Regions from separate parts of the Mus musculus genome. Here all the other regions are linked to region 2. A link is a contact called in public HiChIP or PLAC-seq, Micro-C and promoter capture Hi-C data. All regions are on one chromosome and are shown on one strand. The core of a region is the stretch at or near the end of the contact, and the rest is flanking DNA. Distances in the headings are between cores, read along the strand shown.

The links. Promoter capture Hi-C pulls out the DNA fragments that hold promoters and counts their contacts. Hi-C and Micro-C count contacts between places; a contact is called where the count stands out from the background. HiChIP or PLAC-seq counts read pairs in DNA pulled down with a chosen protein or histone mark.
Region 1: a contact with region 2 is called in a promoter capture Hi-C map of liver, with 3 times the contacts expected there. The contact joins the promoter of Agbl5 here to the promoter of Fosl2 in region 2. A contact is called at or near these places in 3 of 39 promoter capture datasets (embryonic stem cells, liver and pre-B cells), 1 of 484 Hi-C or Micro-C datasets (uterus) and 1 of 115 datasets of contacts at active chromatin or transcription factors (pancreatic cancer cells).
Region 3: an H3K27ac HiChIP or PLAC-seq map of microglia shows a contact between it and region 2, with 5 times the contacts expected there. The contact joins the promoter of Tmem129 here to the promoter of Fosl2 in region 2. A contact is called at or near these places in 1 of 39 promoter capture datasets (hippocampal neurons) and 2 of 115 datasets of contacts at active chromatin or transcription factors (microglia and pancreatic cancer cells).
Region 4: a promoter capture Hi-C map of liver shows a contact between it and region 2, with 2.5 times the contacts expected there. The contact joins the promoter of Dpysl5 here to the promoter of Fosl2 in region 2. A contact is called at or near these places in 2 of 39 promoter capture datasets (liver and pre-B cells).
Region 5: a Micro-C map of embryonic stem cells shows a contact between it and region 2, with 7 times the contacts expected there. The contact joins the promoter of Nkx1-1 here to the promoter of Fosl2 in region 2. A contact is called at or near these places in 1 of 39 promoter capture datasets (embryonic stem cells), 3 of 484 Hi-C or Micro-C datasets (all in embryonic stem cells) and 1 of 115 datasets of contacts at active chromatin or transcription factors (embryonic stem cells).

The regions. Positions count from the first base shown.
Region 1 is chr5:30,887,673-30,890,372 of GRCm38.p6, reverse strand. Agbl5 (ATP/GTP binding protein-like 5) reads right to left here and starts at 1,439. Exons shown (of 16, transcript NM_001374737.1): 1 at 849-1,439; 2 at 1-253. The coding sequence starts at 207. It overlaps Gm35795 (a long non-coding RNA gene), which reads left to right and starts at 1,418. Exons shown (of 2, transcript XR_376844.2): 1 at 1,418-1,526; 2 at 2,379-2,700. It overlaps n-TYgta9 (a tRNA gene), which reads right to left and starts at 2,290; the gene lies at 2,202-2,290. It overlaps n-TAagc15 (a tRNA gene), which reads right to left and starts at 1,858; the gene lies at 1,786-1,858.
Region 2 is chr5:32,135,045-32,137,744 of GRCm38.p6, reverse strand. It overlaps Fosl2 (fos-like antigen 2), which reads right to left and starts at 1,273. Exons shown (of 4, transcript NM_008037.4): 1 at 940-1,273. The coding sequence starts at 1,041.
Region 3 is chr5:33,656,356-33,659,229 of GRCm38.p6, reverse strand. Tmem129 (transmembrane protein 129) reads left to right here and starts at 1,253. Exons shown (of 4, transcript NM_026698.3): 1 at 1,253-1,607. The coding sequence starts at 1,403. It overlaps Tacc3 (transforming, acidic coiled-coil containing protein 3), which reads right to left and starts at 1,102. Exons shown (of 15, transcript NM_001040435.3): 1 at 503-1,102.
Region 4 is chr5:30,710,285-30,713,150 of GRCm38.p6, reverse strand. Dpysl5 (dihydropyrimidinase-like 5) reads right to left here and starts at 1,587. Exons shown (of 13, transcript NM_001356948.1): 1 at 1,149-1,587.
Region 5 is chr5:33,432,607-33,435,499 of GRCm38.p6, reverse strand. It overlaps Nkx1-1 (NK1 homeobox 1), which reads left to right and starts at 1,410. Exons shown (of 2, transcript NM_011320.1): 1 at 1,410-1,875. The coding sequence starts at 1,410.

The DNA.
Region 1 (2,700 bases), core at 190-2,689, 1.2 Mb after region 2:
ATTTTCATATTCCGTTTCAGCACAGTCAGGCCGGGTCCACACGTTGAACTCGTAGTCAGGGGAAGCAGCAGACCCACTAGCGGGGGCTGTTGCCACCCCTCCTACGCCTTCCCCATCACTAGACACAGTCTCCACCTTTTCCACATGGGCTAGGTTCCCTGAATCAAAGCGAGAACTGAACAGCAATCCCCCACAGCGCAGCTCCATGGTGGGGCTGGGAAAGCATCCTCTTGCCCCACACAGGCCCTGAGAGCTGGGGGGAAAAAAAATCAAAGTTGGGATAGGGAGGAAGGGCAGAAAATGAAACAATGTGTTTGGTATGTCTGGATAAATGAGAAATGTCTTTTCTACTCTATGAAGCAAAACGCTCTTATTCATAGAAAACCTGGAAGTAGCCTTTCAGTAAGATCAAGAGAAAGCACAACTCTGTCCCTGGACACCCAAGGAGTATGAGCGACCTAAAAACACCCTATTTTACTACATCACCACCGTTCCCCAATCGAATGCTCACTAGCTTCCTTAGTTGAGTTGGAAAACGCTAGATTCTCAAGCTTTTTAACAACCTAAGAGGCAGAGACTCGAGGTCGGGTGGTTGCCACTGACTCTATGAGGGAGAGGCCATATTAAAATTTCCTATATTGGCTTTGTACTGGACAGCCCGGAGCAAGAAGAACCAAGTTTCTAAGTGTAAATGGTAGCTTCCTTTCTTTACCTCTTTTGTCTTCACAAGCACCGACTGTAATTATACTCGTTTCTCGGAGACCTTGAAGAGCGTTGCTACCACCCCCTTCCTCTACTACGCCTATTATGAAAACGTAGCCTATGCCCGGCCAAAGCCACTTGCTCACCTGCCCTGAACCTCAGTTCCAATTAGGGTCTGTTTCCATCCTCCCGCCCTGTAGACACGAGCCCGTGCAAAAGCTACCCTCGAAGGTGTGGGTAACGGGCGTCCTAAGCACCCCTAGGAAGGCTGGGCCAGTAGAGTCCCGCTTGGAAGCAGCAGGCAGCTCCTCGATTCGCGAGGACCCTCGCGCTGCCTGGCTTGTCCAGGGCAGGGTGGGGTTTGGAAGCGTGGGAGGGGTCGAGACAGGTACACTGGCGGACAGGAAGGCGGGTCCTAGGGGTCAGAGGTGAGGCCACAGGAGCAGAGGGAGTCAACCAAAGGCGGGGTCGGCGGGCCGGCCGCGGCAGGCCGGGGGGCGGGGTGGCATTCGACGGGGGCTCCGGCAGAGCGGGCTGAGAAGGGGGCGGGGCCTGCCGGCGGGGCCGCAGTCCACGCGAAGCCCCTCACCTCTCTCCGGGCCGCTGCTCCCGCTCCCTCTCCCGCTAGCGAGGCGGCACCTCGGGCCCCGGCACCCGGGCCCTCCACCCGGGACCCACACAAAACCAGAGAGCCGCGGTGCCGGGACCCCACTCTGCCAGGAAACAAGAAGTCTCTTGCCTATTGGCCGCAGCTGCAGCTGGCTACCCGCCCAGTAAAGCGCACTGCCATTGGTCGCCACGCAGGGTTCCGTGCACGTTGGCAGGTACCTGTGAGGGGGCCGTTTGGGGGCTTCCGCGGGCCACCGCCGTGTGCGGCTCACTAGGCGTCTTCTCTGTAGGCGGTTAACGGCCCGCCTCCCCGAGGCGGGAAAGACAGAGCAGTGAGCAGGAAACAGGAAAAGACTTACCTGTGAATAAGAAAATAGCATGTGAAGCCGATCTTTGTTTACCGTGCTCCTAGCTCTACTGTGTAACGAAACGTGGACACAACAGATCATGAGCCTGATGGTGTGTAAAAGGAAGTGGAGGATGCGGGCATCGATCCCGCTACCTCTCGCATGCTAAGCGAGCGCTCTACCATTTGAGCTAATCCCCCAGCTGTAGTGCTGTACCTTCCTGTAACCTTTACAAGGTTTCCTGAGACTCAGTTTTCTAATGTAGTTCACAATATAAAGTAGGATGGAGCCCTCAGCAAGATTTTGAAACAGAGCCATGTAATACATACATAAGCAATAAGGACTTTTCTTGAAGTACATGTCACTATAGCTTTAACACCTAATATGCGAACAAGGTACGTTGTACTTCGACTACTTAACTGCTATATGTACTCAAGGGGTTTTCAACGTAGCCAGGAAAATACACTGCCTATCCTCAAGTAAGCGTTTCCCCCACGGAGCAATTGACCTAGGGTGTAGGTAAACTAAAAGTAGTGCACGAAGTCCTTCGAGCCGGAATCGAACCAGCGACCTAAGGATTACCATATTGTACTGACTACAGTCCTCCGCTCTACCAACTGAGCTATCGAAGGCCCCGCTGCGTCGGGCTGCTGCAGTTTTCCCTCTAATGCTTACCAAGATTTTTTTTTTTTCCCTAATGTGTTTCTGCGTAAACTAAAGGATCCCGGGCCAGAAGAAAGGCGGGCTTGCAGGCTCGCACCCTGCGGCAGGAGCTCGCCGTGAGCCGGATTGAGGCTAAAGCTGGGGCGGCCTTCCTCTCGCTAAGCAGACATTAGTTTCGGTGTTTGGGACTACGAATGCTGCTTCTGCTCCAGGTTTCCTTTGGTTTTCGGCGTGATGAAAGTATATAAAGCATGTTGTTCTGATGATGCGAAAGACATTCGCTCCGTCAGCTGAAGTGTCGGGGTCCATTCACCGAGACCCAGGCCAGAAGGGAAGACCGAGCCACGGGAGCGAGGGACCCCTATGCCCTGGACGCTGG
Region 2 (2,700 bases), core at 24-2,523:
ACCACCCCTACCGCCCCACCAATACCTGTCTGGTACCTACAAAGACACAGATTACAGGCACAATCCTTCAGTGCAAACCAGTCTGGCTGCTTTAGAAAGAGATGTTTTTCTACTTCTAAATCCACTCAGGAGCTCAAGCGATGTGTCTCTTTCTCCCACTTCTCTCTGACAGCTTCTTTGCCCCAGGTACCCCCAAGCCCCTCAAAGTTCTGCTGGGGGGGGGGGGAAGTACAGGCTCCTGCCCAACCCTTACCGGAAGCTGGAGGGGGGGTGTCACAGGAGGTGTCAAGAGCCAATCAAAGCCAGCTTCTTCCTTCCTGACCTTCGCACCTAATTCCCAGGGGCAACCCTCGCCCTCACTCCCAAACACTTGAAGGAGCCCAGCTTTGTTTTTGAGTCCCCAATCCCTTTCAGAAAACAGCTAAGACCGAAGAATAACAGAAGAAGAAAGGGTTAAAAAGCCTTCCCCCCCGCCCCCCCCCGTAGGGTCCTTGACGGCTGGGAGGGGCTTAGGGGGCGCAAAAATTTTCTTGCCTATCCACTACCTAGAAAGAGGAACGTGAAAAGGGAGGGAGAGCGGCTCGGAAGGAGGCAACAGGCTTCCCGGAGGGGACCTGTAATTTCAAGAGCTTTTCTGGAAAATTAAGTACGAAAAGGGGGAGAGGGTGTCGTTGGCTCTTCAAGCCCACTCTCCACTTGCTTAAAAAAAAAGAAAAGAAAAGAAAAGAAAAAGAAAAAGAAAAGTGGAGAGTGGGTAGGGCGGAACAGGAAAAAAAAAAAGAAAAAGAAAAGAAAAGAAACCCACAACTTACAGCGGTGAAGTATTTTTCTAGCCTGGCTAGGAAAGGGAAAAGAAGGAGGTTGGGGGTGGAGGCAGTGGGAGCAAGAAGAGGGTAGGAGTCTGCCCGCGCCGCCAGGTGCACCCCGGCCCGCACGTACCTGCTGGCCGCCGCCACCGCTGGAGTAGGACTCGGCGTGCGCAGGAGAGCCGCTGCTGCCCCGGGACGAGGTGTCAAAGTTCCCGGGATAATCCTGGTACATGATCCGCGGTGGGGGCCGGAGAGGAAACAGGGTGGTTTTCTTCCCCGCCCTCGCCGCGGCCGCGCACAGTCTGCTGCGCGCTCGCTGGTCCACCGGCCCGGCCACGGGCTGGGCTTTTCGCTCCCGGGATGTCCCCTAACCAAGGCAGACAGGAGGCAGCGACACTCGGGAAGTGACCCCCCCGATCGCCGCGCACCGCACTTCGTTTCTGCTCTGCAAGCTCCGCGGAACCGGTTGTCCACCGAGTCCCTCCCTCTAAAAAGTCGGCGCGTCCCTCGGTCCCTCCCCTGCGCGCGCCCTTCCGCCCCCGCGCGCAGCCGGAGCTCTGCCGGGACCCACGGGCTGGAGAAAAATGGGCAACGCAAAAAGACTAGGAGCCCCGCGGGTGTCGCTTGGCAGCTCTGGGGGACTCCCTCCCCGATCTCTCAGGGCGCCAAAAAGGCGAAAAAGAAAAGCTGCCGGTTGGGAGAAACTTCTGTTTCCTCCTTTTAGAAAAGGAGCCCGAGAATAAACTTCCTGTGGCCAACTCGCCGCCTGAGTTTCCCGGCGACTCGGACACTTGACTTAGGACAAGGCGGTGAGCGCCGGTCCAGCGGCCCCGATCGCGCCGGTGGGACAGCGCCCGTGGGATTCTAGGCTGAGCGGTGCTGAGAGGGACGTGGCTCCGCGTCGCAGTGACCTGCACCCCGTGCTGGCTCCAGGACCTGCCAAGCCTCGCGCTTCTCGCCTCGCTTCGCCCTCCCCTCTCTCCCCCTCTTTCTTGCGCTCGCTCTCTTTCTCTCTCTCTGTCCCTGCCGAGCGCCGCTCACTGTCTCGCTTCGAGCCCCTGCGCTCTGCCCGAGATGAGTCACTACAATGGCACGAGTTCAACTCCACACTCTTTATTCTCCAGCCCCGCACCATGTGGATCCACTCACGTCAACCTTAGACTCCACCTTGCTGGGAGGAGCGCTCGAGGCGGCGGGGGAGGAGGCCTGGGACAAGGAGGAGGAGGAAGAGGCGCGGGAGGGGAGGGGAGAAGGCGGGCGGGGCGCTCCCCTCCCGGCCTCGCTCGCGGTCGCGCTGACGCCAGCCACAGACCCCGCGCGAGGAAGGCGGGAGGCGGGGAGGGTGGGAGAGCGCGGCCCTCGCACTACGGGGGCGCCGAGGCCGCCCGCGTTCTCGCCGAACTCCTCCACCCCCCCTGGGGCGCAGCGCCCTTGGTCTGTTCCATTGGCGCACGTTGCCAAAGATGGTCATTTGCGTTAGAGGACGCGAATGCGGGTTTCCTCGCCTTCGGGTGACGTGGAGGGAGAGGGATTCCCTCGCCTGCTCCCGCCTGCGCCCTGGCCTCCCTACCTCCTCCCCTCCATCCCCAACCAAAAGGAAGGGGCGCGGGGCGGGGCCCCGAAAGCGGCCGCGCCGGCCTGGGCTCCGGGTTTTAGAAAAGGAAAAAAAAAAAAAAAAAAAAAAAATCGCAGCCCTGAAGACGAGACGGGCGGCTCAGTGCGGCGCCACCGCGAGGCAGAGAGCCCGGCGCGCAGAGCTGCTCGCGGGGAGGGCGCGGCCGTGCGCAGTCGTCCGCACCCTCAGCGGCGCCGCCCGGTACAGCGGGCGTCCTGGGCGCACCGGGCACCCGCGCCACCCTGCGGCCGGGTCTTGGCGGGGTGCGGCGCGGCG
Region 3 (2,874 bases), core at 4-2,503, 1.5 Mb before region 2:
TTCCAAGAGAAGCCATTTATTTTGAAGTTGTGGTCAGGCTGTACGGAAGGAGGACTTAGAGGCACAGACCCAGGAACAAGAAATATCCCTGGGTTCAGGAAGACAGACGACAGACAGAATAGTTTCGCAGAAAAGATGGAGTAAGAGACTTGGGGCGACGGATGTCCCTGGCTCTGAGACGCGATTCTCCTACACGACACGCTCGACCAGAACAGGAACCAGCACGGCCTCTTTGGAGGCCATCAACTGGGTCAGACCGAGATCACTGGCAGGCCGGCCTGCAAAGCCCAGCCCACGGGCAGGTTCCTGTCCTGCCTAGGAGGCTAGGTGCATCCCCTGAGTTTAGAACAGAGGAGGCTGGAGTGAGGGGTGGGTCCTCAACAAAGGGAGAGAGCGAAGCTGCGGAAGACAGGAACGGTAACTCAGCTCGCAGGAATCAAGTTCCGTGGGGCTGATCCCCACCCTGCGCCCGAGGGAAATAAAAAATCGCCGTTTCCCTTACCTGACTACGGTTGCCAAGCCCTGGGCCCGCGCGGACGCCCACCGCAAGGGAGGAGCGCCGTGCCCGCTTCGCGCTAAGAAAACGGAGCAGGAGAAACCCAGCCGAAGGAACCCCAACAAGGTCCGCTCTCGCAGTCCCGGAACGTCGTCCGCTACGCCCGCCCCAGATTCAAATACCGAAAGTTGGCGTTCCACAGCCAATCAGCGCGTTGGAGAAGAGGCTTCCGTAGAGCCACCTGTGGCCAATTGCAAGCCATACTGGTCCCGCCCTTCTTGCGCAGGGAGTTCCGCTTCCGGGACTGAGGGCACAGTGGGAGCGTTGGGGCGTATGGGAACTGTGGTCTAGCATCGGGGGCCGAGAGGGCTTGTTGGTAGCCAGTGACTGTGAGAGCCATCATGGCCCAGAAAATCTCATGGTCGGCCGCGAATGCGGTTGGAAACCAGTTCGCCCTGGCTCGGTTTTTCTCAGCTGTTAAATGGACCCAGTTGCAGTGTCTCCTCCGAGCTGTTTGTAAGGGAGAAGTTGAACCCTTACGGGGGGTGTCTGGGCGGCTCACAGCTTGTGGGTCAGCGTAGGGTCCGAGAACTCCCCACTCAGAATGCCGGGGGCGGCCTCGCGAGACTCTGACTCCCAGGGTGCCCTTCGGGTCAACCCAACAGGGAAATTGTCTCCCACAGTGCCCCGCGGGCAGCCTGAGGAGGGGACTCCATTTCCTAGAATGCTTTGCGGGTGCCTGGACAGGAGGCGCTCAGATTCGCAGGATGCCCCGCCAGTAGCCGGACTTGGACTCCGTTTCCCAGAGTGCCCCGCGGGCGATCTGACGGCGGTGGCTGCGGCAACAAACCAACTGTCCAGAACTGGACTCTCCTGCCTCTGCACGGCCCAGTGAGCGGTGGCGGGATGGACAGCCCTGAGGTGACCTTCACGTTGGCCTACCTGGTCTTCGCAGTGTGCTTCGTGTTCACGCCCAACGAGTTCTACTCGGCCGGGCTCACAGTGCAGAATCTGTTGTCGGGCTGGCTGGGCAGCGAGGACGCCGCCTTCGTACCTTACCACCTTCGCCGCACTTCCGCCACACTACTGTGTCACTCACTGCTGCCGTTAGGTGAGCCTCCTGTGTGCCGGCCGGTGGTTGGCGCTTAACCGGGCGCTTGGAGACTCCAAGGGTGAGGAACTGGAGCAGAAGCCGGTCAAGATCATGAACAAGCAAGCGGGATCTCTGCAGCCCTGGCTGTGAGCTGAGCGCTCTAGAGCACCATACGCTCTTCCAGTTGGGAGGCGGCGGCCCTGGCGCTGTCCTGCGAGTGGTGCTCGGGTGGGGCTAAGCTCCAGTCTTTGACATCACTGCGGCTGGAGTGCAGAATCGTTCAGCCTGCTTGCTATGTTGGACGATTTCTATAGGAAAGAGCTCCTGTTGATTTCATTACAACAGGGGTTGGAGAGATCCCAGGGGAAGGTGGGTGTAAGAAGAGCAGGCAGAGATGAAGACGGTCAAGGTTGGGAATGTTAATGGAGCGTTTCCTTTGCCGGGCTAGGTCTATGGCCCTGTCCAAGGCCATGGTATGTGGTGCCCCAAGTGCTAGTGGGACCTCGGAGAGGCCCATCTGTTGGCTGATTGGAGGAAAGGTTGGGGAAACTGCTGGAATATAGCAGTGATTGAAGTCTGGGATCCAGATGAAGGAGACCTTTGGAAGCTACAGGGACAGGGAAAGATAGATCTGGGAGAACACATGTCTGCTTGTCTGTCATACTTGCAGCTCTGGGCACAGGAATGATTGGTGTGAAGCAGCTGCTTAGGCTCCAGAGAGGCAGAGGCAGGTGTGGTAATAGAAACACTCAGATCTGTTTTGAGAAGAAGGAGGGTGGAGAGGACTCCTTTGGAGAACTGGAGATGGAGTTGGCATGGTCATGTAGTTTGGTTTGGAGACCTAGTTAGTACACTGCAAGGCATATCAAGAGTGTGGGGCTCTAAGGCAGGACTCCTGACCAAGGGCTGTCCAGTGGGCACTCCCATACCAGAACAAGGAACCCAAAGTTAATAAGCACAAGTCACTCAGGGAGGTCATATTGAGAGCAGACAGACGGTGGAGCTGTCTTCTGTTGCTACATAACAAGTTATTTTAACATGTAGTGAATTGGCTAGAAGTAAACAGTTACTATTGTTTTTTGCAGATTGGAGCCTGCTCAAACAGTACCTTACCATCTGCAGATCATTTTGATGTTCAAGTTGCTCCCTGTTGGGTTAACAGGGCTCTGAAACTGGTTTCTCTGTTCTAGCAAGGTGCCCTATCACTGGGTACTTGCTCATTTTCTTGTTCAGTGTCCCAGCTTTGAGATGGGCTATGTTGGCTCTGCCTCCTCAGAGGAGGCAA
Region 4 (2,866 bases), core at 338-2,837, 1.4 Mb after region 2:
CTCCTAGACGAGCCAGCCCAGCCTTGTCGGGGACCCGCCACCCGAGCTCTCTGGCCCAGTCCAAGGACCACGCCCAGCCAGACCAAGCCCAAACAGCGACTGGCCTAAAGCTGGAGTCTTCAGGCGAAGACTCTTCCCTCCTCAGCTGCCTGCCCTACCCCGATGGAGAGCCCCCCACCCCCTTCATGAGGAAGACCCATCCCCTGTACAGCCTCAGTCGCCTTCCCATGCCTGTCTACTCTCCCCAAACCCGGGAGGTCTCCACCCTCCCTTCATCTCCCCGCCCCTCTTCATTCTTCAGAGCAGCCTCGCCTCGCGCCACCTGCGCGAAGCTTCAGACCCGCCTCCCACCCAATTGTCAGCCCTTCCCAAACCACAGCCTCCTCCTCCAGATTCGATCACCTGTCCCCACCCATCTCCCCCTTTCTGCTCAAATCCAGGCCTCCACGCCCGTTTGTTCCAGCCATCTCCCCAGGCCCGGGGCATCGATATCCCTCACCCACCAAGATAGATGCTGCGTGGCAGACTAGGCGACATGGCTCCAGCGGAGGGACCTAGCGCCGCGCCGCCAGGGGCTGGGCAGATGCAAGAGGCCTTTGTGGTTTCGGCAGGTGCCTCTAGGGCCTCTGCTCTGCTCAGGGAACAGAGGATACAAACGATGGGGTTAGGACCACGTTAGGCAGATATCAGACCAGAGGCGCAGTTGGTGGGAACTAGGGACCGCGGCGATCCAGGGACGTACAAGAGGACAGGTCCGGCCACCACAGAAACACTCCCCTACACCCCACCTTTTAGCCATTTACTGCACGTCGACCAGCTACGGCTGCGCGACTACTGGGTGCTAGGCGTGAATCCCTTCAACTTAGCTGCCTCCTTATTCTAGCTATTTGTAAATCTTTCCAGCACACATTAATGCCTTAGGCGTCGCAAGTCACCAAGCCGAGTTCTGTGGGACTACAAAGACCCAGACTTGCGCCCCACCTTAGTCCGGATCTGCCTGAATCCTCAACATCTCTTTCATCGGCTGGAGGAGCCTAGGCGCAACCCAATTCCCTCCCTTTTGTGAGCCTCAGGGAGAAACTGAAAGAGGGGTGGATGTTGCAGCCCGGAAAGATCAAGCCCACCACCCTCCCCTTGCCATCACCCACTGCTCCAGGATGATGCGATTGTGCGGGTCCGTCGGTCGGTCTCTGGGTCTCGCCGCGGCGCGGTAGCTGCGGTTGCACGGGGCGGGAGCGGCTGCTAGCGCGCTCTCTCGGTGGCTGCCTTGCGCGCCTGGAGCGGAGTCCCGAGTGGCGAGCGGGGGTGGGGACGAGGGTGGGGGCGGGGAGCCGCCTGGGCCAATCACGGATCCGAGGGCTCCGCCCCAAGTGCTCGCCACCTCGAGCTAGCAGGTTAGGCGGAGGCGGGACCAGTAGCGCCCCGCGTCCTCCGCGTTGCCGCCGCCTTTGGGACTACAAATCCCGACAGTCCCTTTTGCAGGCCCCGGGTCCGAGAAGGGACAGAGGGCATGGCCCCAGGACCTCGACAACCCCCAGCCATCTAAGCGCCATTCTCAGCGTTCCTTTCTGGTCCCATGGTAACTAGCGACACTTCACAAAGCCCAGGCGCTGGGGCGGTATGGCTCGAGTCCCCTGGGAGGGTATAGGGCGTCTCCGGAGGACACATCGCCTCCCCTCCTCCTGCAAGACCCCACCCGAGGGGCTGAAACAATGCGGTGGCGGGGTCTCTCCGAGGCTGCGGGTTCCCAGTTGCGCCATCGGATTAGCGTCCTACCGAGTCTGAGACTGATGGGATTGCAGACTGTAGAGGGCGAGGTGGTCAGTACAGGAACACTGTTCTCATAGACCAAGGGAACGGCCACTCTGGGCGCCTCACTTCGCACCTTCTTTCTCTTGAGGTATTGAAGCCACCGTCTTTTCCAGAGCAGCGCTTGGACGTCGATGTCCAGCGCCCAGGTCCTATCCTATTTTTGACATCTCCTTTAAAAGAAAGTGTGTGTGTGTGTGTGTGTGTGTGTGTGTGTGTGTGTGTTTTAAACTCATTTCACATCAGCACCACCATCTTTATTTCCGGGTTGCTGTTGTTTTGACGGTTTTATTAGGTAGCCCCCTGCTAGCCTAGAATTTGAATTGAACCTCCTGCCTCTGCCTTCCGAATAGTGGGATTACAGATGTTCACCGCCACACCTTGTCCAGTTTCACCATTTTAGTACACAGTTGACTTAACCACAAACGATCCTGTAAATGGAGCGAGACAGTTCTTTTTCCTTAACTAATTTATGGCTCAGGCCTTTCCCTGAGCTCCGTGTTAGTCTGTCATTATTGTGACAGCTTAAATATAGCTTCAGAACTTGAATCTCTTCACTTGATGTCACCCCAATGGTGTTGCAAACCCGTGTGGAAATGCAGCATTAATACTGCCCCCGCCCCTGGATTCCTGGGGATCTACAACTGCTGTTGAAGAAGTTGGTTCTTTCCAGGGCTTCCCTCAGTTCCGGGGGTGGAGACGGGGGTGTGAGTCCCTTGGCTGCTTTCCTGAAGTGCTTTTCTCTAAGGCTATTTTCAAAGAAAATCGTACTTTATAACTTCGGGTGGAGGGAGCAGGATCCTCTGAATTTTAACAAAATGTACAGCCTGCACGTTAAGCTCCAGTCCTCCAAATGTGGGTCCCACTGGGTCATGTGCTCTGTGATCCACTCCTGGATGCGTTTAGGGCCACACAGGCGTGCCCCTAGGGGGTGCGGGGTTACTACATTTGGTCTCCAATTCTTTTTTTTTTTTTTTTTTTTTTTTTTTTTTTTTTTTTTTTTTGGCTTTTCGAGACAGGGTTTCTCTGTGTAGCTCTGGAACTCACTCTGTAGTCC
Region 5 (2,893 bases), core at 161-2,660, 1.3 Mb before region 2:
CTCTCGGGACCGTAGTGGGAGGAGGAATGCATACCCGCTGGAGCACACGTCGTAGGCGCACACACTCACACTCTGGGCACGCCAGTTCCATCGCCGGGTCCCACCTGGGTCCTTCAGAGGCGGGTCAGCTCATTGGCCTGAGCGAGAGGAGGAGGAAAACTAGGAAGCGAAGCATCGGCTACCTGACCCTCATCCTCCAAAGCCGGGCTCGACCTTCCGAGGTCGTCCGCCGAGACTGTCCTGTAAATCTCCAGACTGGACAAGACGGTGCACAAACGCTCAGGCCTCAAACGGCCCTTCTGATTTGTTAGGGATGGGGAAGAGGACAGTTTCCGTATTATTTCTGGAAGAAACACATATTTTCCCGTTACATGAAGGGTATCGATCTTTATGTAGGCCACCTGCTATTTGTGCGATTTTTCGGTCACCCTTTGGGGGGGGGGCGGGGACTAGGACGGCCGTCTAGCCCTACTCATTTCGATTCCACTTCTAATGAGCGTCACTCGCGGGCGCCAGCCCCGCCTCTTGCGGGGGATTTCGAGTCGTCCCTAATTTGATCCAGCCAAGGGGGCGGGAGTCAAAGCCAGTGAGGATGGAGGGACAGAGATTCTGACCAGATTGCTCCAGACGCGGAAAAACAGCAATCGAGGGCAGCGGAAACCGAAACTCTGGGAACACGCCCCACAAGGGGCTGAAGACCCTGGAGAGACTCAGAACCCGCAAGAACCCCTCTCTCCCTTTCCGTCCTAGCAGCGGAAGGCGCGAGAGCCCCTGGTGCCAGGATAGCCCAGAACCCCGCGTGCCACGGCAGCAGGAGAGACCTGCCTTAGCGGTACCCTGAGCTGGGATGTCCAGGCCAACTCGGGGCGCGTGGGTTCCCACGTCCTGGGGCCTCTGCAGCCCTCCACAGCCAACTGATCCCGCAATTATTTAAAAGGCGACTGTCTCCTCCCCCTTCGCCAAGGAGGCGGGCACGCAGTTTCCAGCCCCGCGGAGGCGCAGCGGCACGGTGCTGAGCACCCCAGCCTCCAGTGGACTGTGCTCTGGCTCCGGGCAGGGCGTCTGTCTGTCCGTCTCTGCGGCTCAGTCCGTGAGTCCCGTACCGGGCCCGCCTACTCCGCTTGGGACCGTTCGCAGCCAATTAGGCGTGAGCGCTAACGAGGGAAGCGGAACCCTGCGGCCGCCTGCGGGCGCACGTGTGTGCGGCGTGTGGGCGCGTGGGCGCCTCCGGCGGGGCCGCCATAAATGCACTGGCCCGGCGCGGCGGGCGCCTGAAGCGGTGGCGGAGGCAAGGCCAGGCAGCACCAGCAGAGCGGGAACAGCTGGGCTGAGGCTGATTTTGCGGGGCGCAGGGATGGGATCCCAGTAGGTAGCGGGGGCCCGAGCCGCCTGAGCGGCCCGAGGCCCGCATGAGTACCAGCGGCCCGGCGGCACCCGGGGACGTCCCCGCGCTGCCACCGCCACCGCCCGGGCCCGGCTCGGGGCCCGCACCGCCGGCTCCTGCGGCTACAGCTCGGGACACTATGGACGGACGAGCTGAGCTGCCCATCTTTCCCCGGGCTGGAGTGCCACCGCTCGCGGCCAGCGACACTGTTCCCGCGGTGCCAGAGGGGGCTGGAGCGGCCCGGCCCGCCGCGCCCCCGCGCCCCACCTCCTTCTCCGTGTTGGACATCCTAGATCCCAACAAGTTCAACAGTAGGAGACGCCGCTGCGTGCTACTGGGCCCTGTGGTGCCCGCTACGTGTGCCCCATGCGCCCCGGCCGCGTGCGTCGCGGTCCCCGCTGCCTCCGGACGTTCGCCGCGCGCAGAGCTAGAACGCCGAGCCCTCTCCGCCGCCACAGGAGTCGCAGCGGCCGCGGGAGCTGAGCCTACAAGTGAGTATAAGGGGTTGGTGATAGGGGCGAGGACACCGACTGCTCCGGAATGTTTATGCTCCCGGCGAGCTGGGCCTGACCCAAGCGCCGCCGGGCTCTGTGGAAAGTTCGCAGAGCGCGGGGTCCGCCCCAAGCATCCGTGGCCTCCTCCCGACCCGGACTCTAGGGCCCTCACTGCTGCACGCTTCTGGAAAGGTTCTGTTGGGCCAAATCTGGGGCCTTGGGGTTGCGACTACGGTCCAGGATTCATCTAGTCAATCTTTGGTGTTGGAGGGTAGTTGGTGCTGGAGGCAAAGGGACATGCGGCGACTGACTTGGTGACTTACCCACCCCCACCGTGGCCTTCCCGGCCCTCCCCCTTTGGACAAATCAGACTAATTGTGACAAAACGCTGGTTATCTCTGGAAAAACAATTAAATCCCTTCGATTACAGTTAAAGGGAAATGTGCTTAGCGGCGGAAAGCGGCCGGTAATGGGGCGGCCCGCGCCCCCTTTGCGGTCGATATCCCATTACGGCGCATGCATATCTCTTTCAAGCACCTTGCAAACTCCCCCCGAACATCTAAATTATAGGGTCAAAATTCGGATAATTACTCGATTAAAACCTATTACACTTATTAGGGGCCGCTATTGATCGCGAATTGCATTCGACCAGCTCCTGATTGCTTTTTGTGCCCCTCCCCCGTCCTCCTCTAACTTCTTGGCCCCTGCGCCTCTCATGGACCAGAACGCTCAGGGAGAACTGGACTGGGGCCGCCAGCTCTACCAACGCGGTTGCATTGACCTTCCGTTCCTAGAGAGAGGAAGGGCAGGCCATGCAGGCTGCAGTTGGACCCCTCTCTCCGCCAAGGGGTTGGTCTACGAGGAACTCGCGGCTGCCTGCTGGAGCTGTGTAGGGAGGGAGCGAGCGCTGCACAGTTGGGAGAGGGCAGCCAGGCAGGGCTGGGGCAGGGATGACTGGCTACGTGTCGCCTGAGGGAATAGTTGTCCTGCTAAGACCTGGGAGTTGAGGACAGGA